Linked DNA regions of Pan troglodytes: region 1 is linked to region 2. A link is a contact called in public Hi-C data. All regions are on one chromosome and are shown on one strand. The core of a region is the stretch at or near the end of the contact, and the rest is flanking DNA. Distances in the headings are between cores, read along the strand shown.

Region 1 (6,460 bases), core at 2,573-5,072, 61 kb after region 2:
AGAGTAAACCGCTCTCACTTGATGTTATATTTAACAATCTTTTATCATGTACCCTTGCACCAAGGTCTTGAAAAAATTAGATGTTATCTGATTCATCCTCATTATATGGCCACAGTGGCAGAAAAGCATGGTATGAACACTGTGCTGGATGTCTTCTTTTTGTTGCCCCAGATAGTCTCTGCCCTAGAAATGGACCTATATCTGCCATATGCCTCCAGTTTCTTACTGGCTTTGGCCAATGGGAAGTCTCGGCAGGAATTCAGAGAGAAGGAGAAGCATGAGGTCAGGATCCTCATCTCTTTGATTTTCCTCCCAGCAAAGCTGTCTAGAACTGACTGTGTTGCCACCACAAAGTCAATGTCCATCTCAGGAAGCCTGCTCTACTTGCTTTCTTCCTCCTGGATTCCAGTAACTGCTTCCCCTCTTCTTCTAGGGCCTGGGAATGGTAATGAACTGACTGCGAGTAAGACTCAGGTCACAGCACCATCCCCCGAGTTCCCCTAAACCCACATCTCTGCAAATCATGCCCGTGTCAAGAAATCCTTGAACTACTTGAGTTTGAGTGTGCCATCTATTTCCTGTTGGGACCCTGGCTGATAAATCCTGTTTATAGATGGAGAAACTAGCATGGGTGGCAACTTCTTCTCCAAGTTTCAGTTTTCTCATCTGTTAAAGAAGATGTTTGGACTGGGTAATCTATAAGGTGTCCTCTGTTAACATTTTAAGACTCCCTAAATGATATGGCAATGGCAATGAAGATTTAAAAAAAACATATATACTTTATGGACCCAACAACGTTATCGTTAAATATCTTTGCTGTCCTTTGGTTTAGTAATTACTTATGGAGTGTTCCAGTGTGGTGATATTCTCCTTCTCGGGCCCACTTCAACAACATGTCTCAAATGCTAACATAGATAACGGTTTATCAGGAATATAAATATAATCTTTGAAATACTTCAGAATCTTTATTTTGTCAAAGTGAAGGTTTTCTAAACTGTGCTCTAATCTGTTTATTTGCATCAGAGCAATATAAAACTTTCTAATACATATGTTTTTCTCCCTATAGAAAACTAGTATGGTTTTGTGAAGTGAAAATCAAAACTAGTGATAATTTCACTGACTTTTCACAGAGGTGCAAAATTTACTTCTTTTTTTTTTCGAGACAGAGTGTCACTCTATAGCCCAGGCTGGAGTGCAGTGGTGTGATCTCAGCTCACTGCAACCTCGGTCTCCCGGGTTCAAGTGATTCTCCTGCCTCAGCTTCCCCAGTAGTTGGGATTACAGGCGTGCACCACCATGCCCGGCTAATTTTTTGTATTTTTAGAGACAGAGTTTCGCCATGTTGCCCAGACTGGTCTCGAACTCCTGACCTCAAGTGATCCGCCTTCCTTGGCCTCCTAAAGTGCTGGGATTACAGGTGTGAGCCATCGTGCCTGGCCATAATTTAGTTCTTCAAAATTACATATTTAAATGAAGAATATTATAAAGAATTGGAATTCTAATTCTGCCAAGCACAGTCTTCTCATTATAACACCTTAACTGGTTATGGAAACTATTAAGAATTCAATACTGGCCAGGTGTGGTGGCTCACACCTGTAATCCCAGCACACTTTGGGAGGCTGAGGAGGGCGGATGACCTGAGGTTGGGAGTTTGAGACCAGCCTGACCAACATGGTGAAACCCCGTCTCTACTAAAAATACAAAATTAGTCGGGCATGGTGGTGCATGCCTGTAATCCCAGCTATTCAGGAGGCTGAGGCAGGAGAATCGCTGGAACTCAGGAGGTGGAGGTTGCGGTGAGCCGAGATCACACCATTGCGCTCCAGCCTGGGCCAACAAGAGTGAAACTCCATCTCAGAAAAAAAAAAAAAAAAAAAAAAAGCATTACATACCCATAAAATAATAATGGAGTCATCTCAAATTCACCCATTTGTAATCTAAGGGCTAGAAGGAGATGTTTTGACATATGGCAAAAAAATGTCTGAGGTCAATACAAAGATGAGAGTCTCACAGCATGGAGCGCTGTGCCAATAACTTTGTCCTCACCTCTGCTCTGATGCATCCATTACCAGCAGAAGGGCTGTATTTCCTCACATCTAGAGCTGCCTTGGCTCACATGGGGCCACTGGCTCCCTTTAGATATGTGGATGTCCCATCACCTGCTATTGCTGGTGTGGTTCTCTGATTCTCTCTCTGGGATTCTCTTTCTCTGAGTCTCTGCAGGTCCAGATCCTACCCATCTTTCAAGCCTCACTCACATATTGCTTCATCCACAAAGCCTTTCCTGATCTCCCAGCTGGAAGTAATGGCTCTTCTCTGAGCTTCCACTGCACTTCAATAGTACTTGACCCTTTCTATCTTGCATTATAGCTTTTCCATTTCTTGGCCACAATGCATTTACAGTGTCATGCATGGAAGGTGCTCAGTAATTATCTGATAGCTAGATACATGAATGAACCACAGGAAACTCCCAGTGGCAGTGCTGAAGATGGATAGAGGCAATCCCCTAGACTGGAGAATATGAGGACAATACTGTCCCATAATAACTTAATATCTTTGAGTAATCATGTATCTTTAACAGAGGAAATGATCCTGTGGAGGGAAGAGCTGAACCTGATTAGCTTCAGAGATTGTGTAAGAAGACTCACAGGGCAATGAAAGGCACAGGGAAAATGAGCTGAATGGGTGTTCCCTCCAAGTAGAGAGGAAAGGCATCTTGGGGGAAGAGAGCCACTCAGTAAACAGGGGGGCTGTGTACTTGTGTCAGGGGAGGGATGAAAATGACTCACTGAAGGACCAGCAAAGGTAGAATTCAGGGATCCAGGTTTCTGACCTTTTGTGATATCAGTGGCACTTGCCATTTCTTACTGAGTCGTACACCTCTCCCCCATTTTATCTATGTCTAAGCAGATCTACCTACAAAAGGCCTAGACAGCAAGCCTTTAGGTCAAAGTAAGCTTCCAGTCAATTCATCATGTGAATGTCTACTCTGTGAGGTACCATGTTAGTCCTGGACAGTGTGGTCACAAATTAGGAAAGCAATGAGTTAAATGAGTTGGCCGAAGTACAACTGGGTTGGAGGGAGGGGTGGTGTCTGTGTAGCAATTTAAGTGCAGAATGCTACGGTCCTGTCCTAGTGTTCCTCCTGCCTTTGTCTCTTTCAAATTATTGCTTAATCTAAGGCGACATCCTCAGGCAGTCACTTTTCTTACATGAAGCACAATCCTTGCGGAGCACTCCATGTGCCTGTCCCCACCCCCGCTCCAATCCATGCTGTATTCAGAACTCTGCAGTCTCTGACCCACAAATCCAACTGTCTCCTGGACATCACTACTTAGTGCTGCTACCAGTATCTCAAATTCAAAATGCATGCATTGTCTTTCCTCTGAAACTTGCTTTTCCTATATTTCTTCTCTCTGTAAGCAAAATCGCTACCTACCCACTTTCCCTACTTCTCTTGACTTTCAATGAAGCCACCATCAGATCCCAACAATTCCATCGAGAGCATGTCCTCTCCTGGATGGTCCAAATAGCTTCCTCTGTGGTCTTTTCCTGCCAACATGCCCCCTGCCACTCTGTCTTCTTTACTGCATCTGAAGCTGTGCTCACCACTCTCCTGCTTAAAATCCTTCATCCATTCTCTGGAGATTTCAGGGTCAAGCTCAACTCTAGTTTACCTCCAATGCTCTCATAATCTGGTTCCCACCCACTCTCTGCCTTCATTGTCTGCTCCCCTTTCAGATGAAGGCTTTCTTTAACTTGTCAGAAACCGTGAGGTTCTTTAAACACGTGTGCTATGTCATGCCTCATGTGGTCTTCCCATGGGCCCTTCTCTGGAATGCCCTCTTCACAACCCCATTCTTAATTCCTGTGAACCTTGCCCTGCCTAGTCCTCCGCAAGCATAAATGATTGCAGCACTTACATTGCATCTCAATCATTGTATCCTCACGGTCTACTAGGCCCAAAGCCAGCCCTTTGAGGGTAGAGAGTATTTCTAAGTGGACTTTTATTCCCAGTCCCTCGCAGAGTGTTGTATAAAGCAAGCATAAAATAAACATATGTTCCAACAAATGTATGGGTAGCCAGAAGACAGCAGAATGGAGAGTTACAGGATAAGGAGGGATAACACAGGGCAGGACAGAGTGTTTCTATTATAGTATAAATTTTATAGGCCATAGTTGTGTCCCCATGTCCACACCAGGCATTCTGAGAGTCCACCAACATGATCTTTAGTCAACAGATGACTTTTTAATAAAGTGCAAGGACCATTTTATTTTTGTAAAACGAAGTTTTAAAATGCCTGAAGGGCCTATGTTTTCCTTCAGGCTGCACTGTTTAAATTTCCTCTTGAACTCGTGAAACTTAAAATAGTTACCACTTATTAAACGTCTATTATGTTTCAAGTAACAAACTCATTCTCTTTGTAGAAGTACAGTATAGTATAGTTTTGATTTTGACACTAAACAATCATACATTTGATCTCCCTCTGCTTTCACCATAGAAACCAAGCAAATATTTGCAGCCATTCCTTCAACCTTCACAGATAAGTAGAAATGAAAATTATTCTGAACACAGGATATGGCAGGCTGCAGGGCTCATTGTTTCCTCTTAGAAGTTGTTTTAACTCTTAAGGAAATCTATTTGCTTTGAGAGGCCACATAATTACTCAGATTTGTAAAAGAATTTAAAAATTGGGTTTTTCCTTGCTATGGAAACAGTCAAATGCCTCTAAGGTCCATGCCTTCTTTCCCATTGGTTACTATGCTCCTTTTGACACAGGTTGCAAGCAAACCTACTAAATGAGTACTAGCAGGTTATATGGTTAGTGCAAGTGATGAGGGAAATGGAAGCATAGTTTTAAAATCCAAGTTCAGGCACACACATTCTTCAACATTTTAAAATTCCATGAGCACTGCCTTCCTTAAATGGGGAGGATTTGCAGATTGTCAGGTGGAAGCAGTCATGAAGGCATAGCTCATTCAGCTCATTCTGCAGTACGCTCTCCTCCTCGAACACCCCCATCTAAAATGGGTCATCGAGATGCATGCAGGAAAATAAAACCAGCCACAACATTTCCCAGTAATCCAGGCTACCAGAAATGAATTTATAGTCTACAGAGGACTGTGAGTGTGTGGGGGGGTCCCCACTATATTTTGTGCTTTAAGCTATTAAAGGAAAGACATAAAGAAAATATGCTTCTGAAGATTAGGGTGTTTCATGCTGTTCATTTAGCAAGATTAAAACTGCAAACAGAAAAGGAGGACACATCTGAGAGAAGGACTTAGATTGCAGCATTAGGAATTTGTGTTAGACAGAAGGAAGTATTTTCTGACAATAAGAACTGTTAAATATCAGAATGGATTACTGTGGGGCCTTGTAATGTTTTCTCTTCTCTAAAACTTTTCATTTTTATTTTGAGTGTAAATAAGTAGGGGGCTACGGAAGGAGAGAAAGGAAACATTTGTAAAGCACAGAAGATGTAATGTACTGCACTGAATTAACTTTATCTGTTGTCTTATATAATCTTCAGTTTAACGGTGTGAGGCGAGTATCAACGACTCTATTTTTACAGATAAGGAAGCTGAGAATCACAGAAGAGCCAATGGCAGAACCAGAATCTGAAGCAGGTCTTATTGAACTCAGGTTCATTCTCCTCACTGTGGAGTCTATATGACCTCAGGTCTTTTCTTTTTTGGTCTTAAGCCTAATTACAATAAAAAAGTTTGTATTTCCAGAATAGTCAACATTCCCATAGTAATGCAGTTTACCAGAAAAGCTGACAAAAACAAAAGAAGTTGTTTTTCTAAGATAATGGGACCCCAAGGGATTTCACCAAGATGGCTGCCAGTTGAGGGATCAGGGTCATGGATGTGCAAATGACTGGGTCCTGGATGGAGGGTAGGGAAGGTTTGCCTACCCACAATGTTCTGCACAGGAGCCAGAAGTCGGGCACTGTGTGCACAGGCATGTCTATGCTGTTCCCTAGATCCCTTCCCTGAAGACCAAGCATCACCCTTCCTCCCTAACATTTTCTCCTTTTGTATTCTATCTCTGCAAATGAGATCACCATCTCACCAGCTGCCCATGTCAGGCTCTTCCTCAAAATCACCCCTCACCCATTTATGCAGATGTAGTGTAAAAAGGGTGCCTTCTTGTTTACAAAAAAACAAAATGCACAGAAGACTAGAGCTGTGGAAATAGGAGAGAAGGAAAATACACAATTTAGGTAACCTAAATACTATCACCCACCATTTTCTAACACAGTCACTAAGCAACATTAAAAAAAATCATATTACTTGACATACGAATTCTTTGGTTTTGAACACAGTGCAATTGTATGGACTCGACGACATTATCTAGATTTTACCATCTGATTTCAAAGTTGCTAAAAAAAAGGTCTAATATGTAATATGTGTCCTAGCCCTTTATTTAATTTCCTCTTTCTTTTATAACACAGTT
Region 2 (6,788 bases), core at 1,952-4,451:
TGAACTGATATTTGTGCCCACCACCCAGTCTGGGTAGGGCAGGTGTCTCACTGGCACAGTGCAGACGAGCTTGACATCAGAAAAACTTACCAGAAGTAGGTCTTTGCCTAGTTCATCAATATCTGTTACAAACTTCTCAATTGGTTGGGCAGATTTTGAATGAAAAGCCTGCCTGGGAAGGGCAACATCTCTAGGCCAGTCTTCTTCTCCTGGGAGTCCAATTACGCTACAAAAGAACCACACATGGACATAAGCATTAGCTACTATGCAGAAGCTGTTTTCTCATCAATTTCCAGAGAAAGGCAAAATCTAAGGGGGAGACATGGGGGGCAGAGTCCCAGGAGACCTTCACTTTATTACTGGCAGGGTCTCTGTTTATCTCTGTCCTACTGCAATATGGTGGTCATGGAGGAGAGGGTAATCTCACAGAAGAATTGTAAAATTCAGTGGGAGGAGATAAGAGATTGCTCTGGTAGCAGACACTAAATGTAAGGGATGATGTAGAAATAGAAAATATATTACCAGGCAGTAAGCTCTGACTTAGTGACAAAGCAGGACTTATTGTATTCAGAGGAGACCCATACTGGTACATATCTTCCTTTATGTCCAAGAATGCTTTTTGTGTTTTGATCGAACACCCCAGTATTGACATGATTTTATGATGCTCATCCAACATGGTTTATTAACATATCAATTTGGTTGCATTTTTGGTTAAAGAGCAATTCCCTACATATTAAATATATACATTAGAATCAGAAGGAAAAATGAGGCTAAAACGTGTTAGGCCTGCATTATACAAACATGATTTTATAAAAGGAAGTCTGTGGTATTCCAAAGTGAGCAAACAGTAAATTAAAAGACTATTATTTATATTTCCCCTGAAAACCATTCTGGGATCAGAAATGTGGAAAGAACAGCAAGTGATAAGCACAGGCTTCGGAAATAGGCAGATTTGGGTTCAAATCCTGCACCTGCCACTTACTGGCAGGTAAGGACAAATTACTTAACATCTATGACCCTTAGTGTCTTTATGTATACAATGATAATAACTTACAGTTGTAATGAGGATCAGTTATACTTTATTTAAATTTATAGTAATATATACATTTATAATTTAAAGTACATAGCACAGCACCTGATATACATCACACACAGTCAATTATCAATCAATACACTGCCGACTATTATTATAATTAGAAAATGTTATTAATACAAGATGCATAGGAAATACATCATTACCACACTTAAAATATGAACTGCTTATATCTATGTATAACTTAAGATTCTTTAAAAAATTAATGGGTCAATGGACTTACATAACTTATACATTGTATAGATATTATTTATAGTTTACATATAGGTCGTAAGTAGGTTTGAACAGAGAAAATCAGAGGATGCAGGGACTTCTTTCTCACACAGACTGTATAACTCTGAACCAAAAATAAAATCATAGTTTAGTGGACGGGGTACATAGCTATTCAAATACTGAACAAATAATTTTAACTACAGTTAGAAATTGTGCTGGCCCACATTAGGGTCTTCTGCTTGGCCTCTACTTGTTGGGACTAAGGCCCAGGAAGAGGTGTTCTTATGAATGTACTTCCAGATTTCAGGAAGATGTGGTACAGGTCTCAAGATCTGTAGCACTTCATTTCCCCTTCCCTCACCTACACAGAGCCCAGGCCATAGACTTCAGCTGGGAAGATACCCCTGTCATCACGGCTTCTCTGCCTGGGTGTCTGGGGAAGACACTGTAATTTGGCCTCTATCAGGCATACTGAGAGAGCTACATTATTGAGGCAAAGACAGATTCATGGACATATTTACTAGAAGCAATAAATAGAAATGACAATGAGCAATATATAGATTTGTTCAATAGTACAGCCTACAATCGAAGTAAAAAGAAAAAAACCAAAAATACCACTATTAATTATGAAAAGAAATGCACGTGTAAGTGTCTGGATACAATGGGACAGGGCAGAGGAGGGAATGAAAAATGCTTGTTAGAGAGCTTTAAAAATTTCCTTTCATTCCTTTTTAGTTTTCAGGTCTATGTGTATCAATATTTTTGTGTATATTCACCAGTCAGCTAGAAATTGATTATATTAATAACTCCTAGAAATATTTAAAATCTTTTTTATTTGTGGCTTTGAATGTATCTACATCTAATTACATCTTGCAAGTATATGATCAACTGAATGCCAAAAGCCTTCAGAGGAACAGCACATCTCTGTTTGTATGCGTGTACATATACAAATAACTTTATATAATTTTATATAAAATTTTAAACAAACACATAACTATATATATAAAACTTTAAGTCTATCACCTCCTCTGATTCCTGTAATAATTTCCTAAGACATATAAGTCAGGTGTTATTAGTCTCATTTTATAGATGGGGAAATTGAGAATGAGGAATAAAATGAACTGCCAAAGTCACAGATAGCAAGCTCAGTCACAGAGTCCAGAGTGAGTTCCGTTCTCTCTATTCCAATATTTTATTTCCATTTAGCTATGACATCATTCTTAAAAATGCTCTAAGATGTCACAGGCTAAAACTATTGTTTCACTTTTAATACTTGCTATTACTTGAAGGCTTAAATCTTCCTAAACACAGAAATGTTTTTCCCTTTAAGAGTATGTGAACATGGACCAGGTGGGGTGGCTGTAATCCCAGCAGTTTGGAAGGCCGAGGCAAGCGGACCACTTGACCCCAGGAGTTCAAGACCAGCCTGGGCAACATGGTGAAACTCCATCTCTATAAAAAATATAAAAATTAGCTGGTTGTGGTGTCCTGTGCCTGTAGTCCCAGCTACTTGGGAGGCTTAGATAGGAGGATTACTTGAGCTCGGAAGGCCAAGGCTTCAGTGAGCCAAGATCGCACCACTGTACTCCAGCCTGGACAACAGGGCAAGACCTTGTCTCCAAAGAAAAAAATAAAAAAGAGTATGTGAATATGGCTTTCCTTAAAAAAAATTTGGTTTCATGTCCAGAATGAACTTTTATGGCCCATATATGTGTTGTGAAATTCTGATAGGTCCATTAAAAAATGCTTGCATTTAATTCCACTATTTGGACAGCTGAATATAAGCCTTAAAAGTTGACATTTATGTTGGCAAGCCCAACAGGGCACAAAATCTATAAATGGCAGTGATGGAGGAGACAGAAATATTTTTTCAAGTACTTCAGCAGTGACGCTAGGGTGCAGCATTGTCCCTTTTCTCTGGCAAGGTAATGCATTCAGAGGAAACAGAACATAATTTTGATGACACAATGCCAGAAACCACAAAGTAAAATCTAAAGGCACAAACCATAGAACTCTACAGCTTCTTTGCTGTTGGCAACCTACGATTGTCAGGACTTTGCCAAAAGCAGAACTGGCTTTTCTTTGGAAGCAGGTCAAACATGCCGGTCAAATGTTCCTTCTGGTCCATTTCACTGGCCTCATGTACTAAGGGGGCACTAACAATGGTTAACAAGATTGCAGACATCAGTGCTGGAGGTAGACACAACTGTCAGGTAGTATAAATAAGGGAAAGAAGGTGATGGCTTTCAAGTCCTGGCAAGCTGACTTTAGTCAAGATTCTCTTTCCTTTTAACAGAAGGTCATCAGTATGTCTGCTTTCCCTAGTTTCCTCTTTATGATCACATGCACACAAAATACATTCAACAGTCATGGGGAAAAATAGATGGGAGTTCATCATTGAGTGATTAAAGAACTTGCCATTCAGAAGCAGGGGTAACATGAAGGCTTTGTGTTGAATTTATCCACTGTACAGAGTGGTCAGTAGTAGGAGCAGTAGCATCACCTGCCCTGGACCCAGGAAGCCCCCAGGCATAAAAAACTAGCAAATGTTATTCAGGCCTTAAAGCTACTATGTTCTGACTCAGCAGTAGCACTGGCATTAACAGAAGTCTAGCTGCTTCTAGTCACTAAAAGAACAAAATCAGGTTCCAGTTTTATTAACTGTTTTAAGCAGTCATGCTTGAGTAGACAGTGCTGATATGAAAATCTGTTCTTTAGGGGTGTTTTTTTTTTGTTGCAGTCTTACAGACTTCGAATTTCATAAAAATCACTGGGATTCCTATAAAATGTCACAGACCAAAGATCAGGGCTATTTTTGGTCTAGAACTCCCACTTTTTTCCTACTCCACTCCAATTTGGATGGGCCTTTCAAACACAAAAACCCAAAAAAGGATGCCACACTGCATGCTTTGTCAGAAGAAGTGCCCCAGTTACATTCTAGAAACATGAATGCATACATGCATGAACATGCAGACATGAATGAAACTATGTAAATCATCAAGGAGCGATGTAACTGAAACCAAAGAATTTGAGCACAAGAAAGGATCTTATAGAGAATTTAAGTCAGAGTTTCATTTCTCAGATGAAGTTAAGGAAATAAAAAGTTAAATAATTAATGATGAACTCTAATAGTAACAGTAATAGATAACTTTTTAAAGTGCTTACTATGTGCCAGGCACTGTGTAAGCCCTTCACGAGGTGTTTTAAATGACTTTCTCAAAGTTGCAGAGTTATTTTGCCAAAGACTTAGGGTTCTCATTTTCTATTTTGGTGCTCCAAAGAAAAATGAGATGTGTAGCATACCATCCTTTGCCCAGGAAAACAAAACAAAACAATGCAGAACCAACCTGGGTGACCAAGGATACTCAGTGGGGACAGGAAGCCCACTGGACAAGGATGGGTACTTGGTCACCAGGCATCCCATCTCTGATGGCGGGTGCTTTTGAAATGACCACAAGCAGAAAATGTATTTGAACTAAAAGAACTGGAGCTCAGCCACACGAAGAAAGAGGAGCAGCTAAAAGATCCACACAAGCAACATACAAGTTTCCAGAGCAGAGCAGTTAGGGCTCTGCATAAAATGGCACTTCTACCATGTCTCCACTCACCACACAAATAGTAACACTGTCTGCAGCAGCTGCTTGAAGTAAGAAAGACAAGAGATAAACACATGATATGCATGTCAGAGGAAAGTCACTGTAAATGTTTTAATGCTATGGACACTGGTGTAAAATTATAATTATTACTTACTCCAAGATTTTTCCTAGTTGATCAACATCTGAACTTCCACGAAAAAGAGGCCTAAAAGAATAAAGATACATTTTAAATAAGAAATGTTCTCAGATTACATTTCAATCATATTTGCCATTATCATTGTTTCACAGGAAGCAAAATATTCTTTATGGGTTGGGAAGAAGTAAAAAAAATTGAGACATTTTTCCTTTGGTAAGTGAAGGTTTTCCCTGCATTTCACGTATGGGTTAGGATCTCTCATGAATACCTGGTGGTAGATGAATTCCATGTTTTACAATCACGGGCATTCTGTTTGCAGTCATTCTAACAACAGTGCTACCGTCAAATTCAGTTCCAGGTTTCAAAGATCTGCTTAACTTCGTGATAAGGTGGAACATACCACCAGCCTAGTCTCGAACCATAAATAGGTGAGATTCTTTGATATTTCTCAGAGCACTTTTTCCATACTACTCTGCTATCAGAGTACTTCCTCATGGGTCTCTCTCCTTTCATTTGTCCTCAATGCTGCAGTGAACCACCTCTGGGTCTATTTTTCTAATTATACCACTTTTCTTCCTCCCAGTATTATGGCAGCTAACCATTACAAGTTCTAAATCTTAACTCCGGGCTTTAGAGGCAATTGTGTCTGCTTGAAACACACAGCCTTCCTTGTCTACATTGAGCATTTAACTGGCAATTAAAAAAGGTCATTTTGTGACATTTCTGGCATTTCTCCAAGAAGATCAAGTAGCCCCTTGAGGGAGGAGACTTCTCTAGGTTTCCCTATAAATCTCTGCCATAGAGCTTTACTCTGACAGATGCAGTTACTAAACATTTTATTTCATTTTGCATACACCTATGGTACACAAGTAAACGTTCCCTGATTCCTTCCTCAACAAATGCCATAAACAGGTAATTTTCAACATTAATGTATTAAAATAGTTGTAGTCTATTATCAGGTATCATATCTCTTTTTATATTATATATCAAATTATACAGCCTTAAACTTGACCTCTTAAATATTTTCTGTGCACAATAAATGAACTCACTATATATGGCCATATATGGAGAATCCTGCAGTCATAGCATTTCAGTGGTTAGAACACACCTTAACGTTTCTCAACCATACTTTCTATGAATGTTACTATTCCTGAAAATAATGATTTCCAAATGCAGTGGAAAAGAATTTACTTATTGCAAAGTGATGGGCTGAATTTTTTTCCCCCAAATTCATGTTGAAGCCCAACTCCCAAGATCTCCGAATTTAACTGTATTTGGAGATAGAGCCTTTAAACAAGTAATTAAAATAAGATAGGGTGGGCCCTAATCAAATCTGACTGTTTTCCTTGTAAGAAGAAGCCATTTGGACACAAAGAGACATCAGGGGTGCACATGCACACAGAGAAATAAACATGTGAGAACCATGAGAAGGTAAGCCTAAAAGAGAGCCCTCAGAAGAAACCAAACCTGCTGACACCTTCATCTTGGACTTCCAGCCTCCAGAACTGTGAGAAAATAAGCTTTTGTTGGTTAAGCAATCCAGTCTGGTATTTTGTTGCGGCAGTCCTATAAAACTAATATAAGCCACCTGCATATCACTAATGCAGCCAAATTCATAAAGAATCACGAAGTTGCGCTCTAAAAGACATCTTGACAGGTCTTAAAAGATGACAAGGTGAGAAGTCCAAGTTTTTTTCTAAAACTTCCAAAAAAAGGCAAAAAATGGAATCTTAACAATTATAATTTATTG

Evidence for each region. A called contact is a pair of places that touch in the nucleus more often than the background predicts.
Region 1: a Hi-C map of stem cell-derived neural progenitor cells shows a contact between it and region 2, with 3 times the contacts expected there. The contact joins two enhancer-like sites. A contact is called at or near these places in 2 of 7 Hi-C or Micro-C datasets (blood and stem cell-derived neural progenitor cells).

What each region holds. Positions count from the first base shown.
Region 1 is chr6:102,055,424-102,061,883 of NHGRI_mPanTro3-v2.0_pri, forward strand. The region is part of intron 4 of CDK6 (cyclin dependent kinase 6); the gene reads right to left. Among named protein-coding and RNA genes, the nearest start is that of FAM133B, 92 kb to the left of the region's middle. Within about 2 kb of position 3,823, at least 3 of the 24 cell types and tissues checked have an H3K27ac peak or open chromatin away from gene starts, as enhancers often do. A contact at or near this core is called in stem cell-derived neural progenitor cells, where this site is marked.
Region 2 is chr6:101,994,755-102,001,542 of NHGRI_mPanTro3-v2.0_pri, forward strand. It overlaps CDK6 (cyclin dependent kinase 6), which reads right to left. Exons shown (of 8, transcript XM_003318579.6): 6 at 5,057-5,107; 7 at 91-226. Among named protein-coding and RNA genes, the nearest start is that of FAM133B, 31 kb to the left of the region's middle. Within about 2 kb of position 3,202, at least 7 of the 24 cell types and tissues checked have an H3K27ac peak or open chromatin away from gene starts, as enhancers often do. A contact at or near this core is called in stem cell-derived neural progenitor cells, where this site is marked.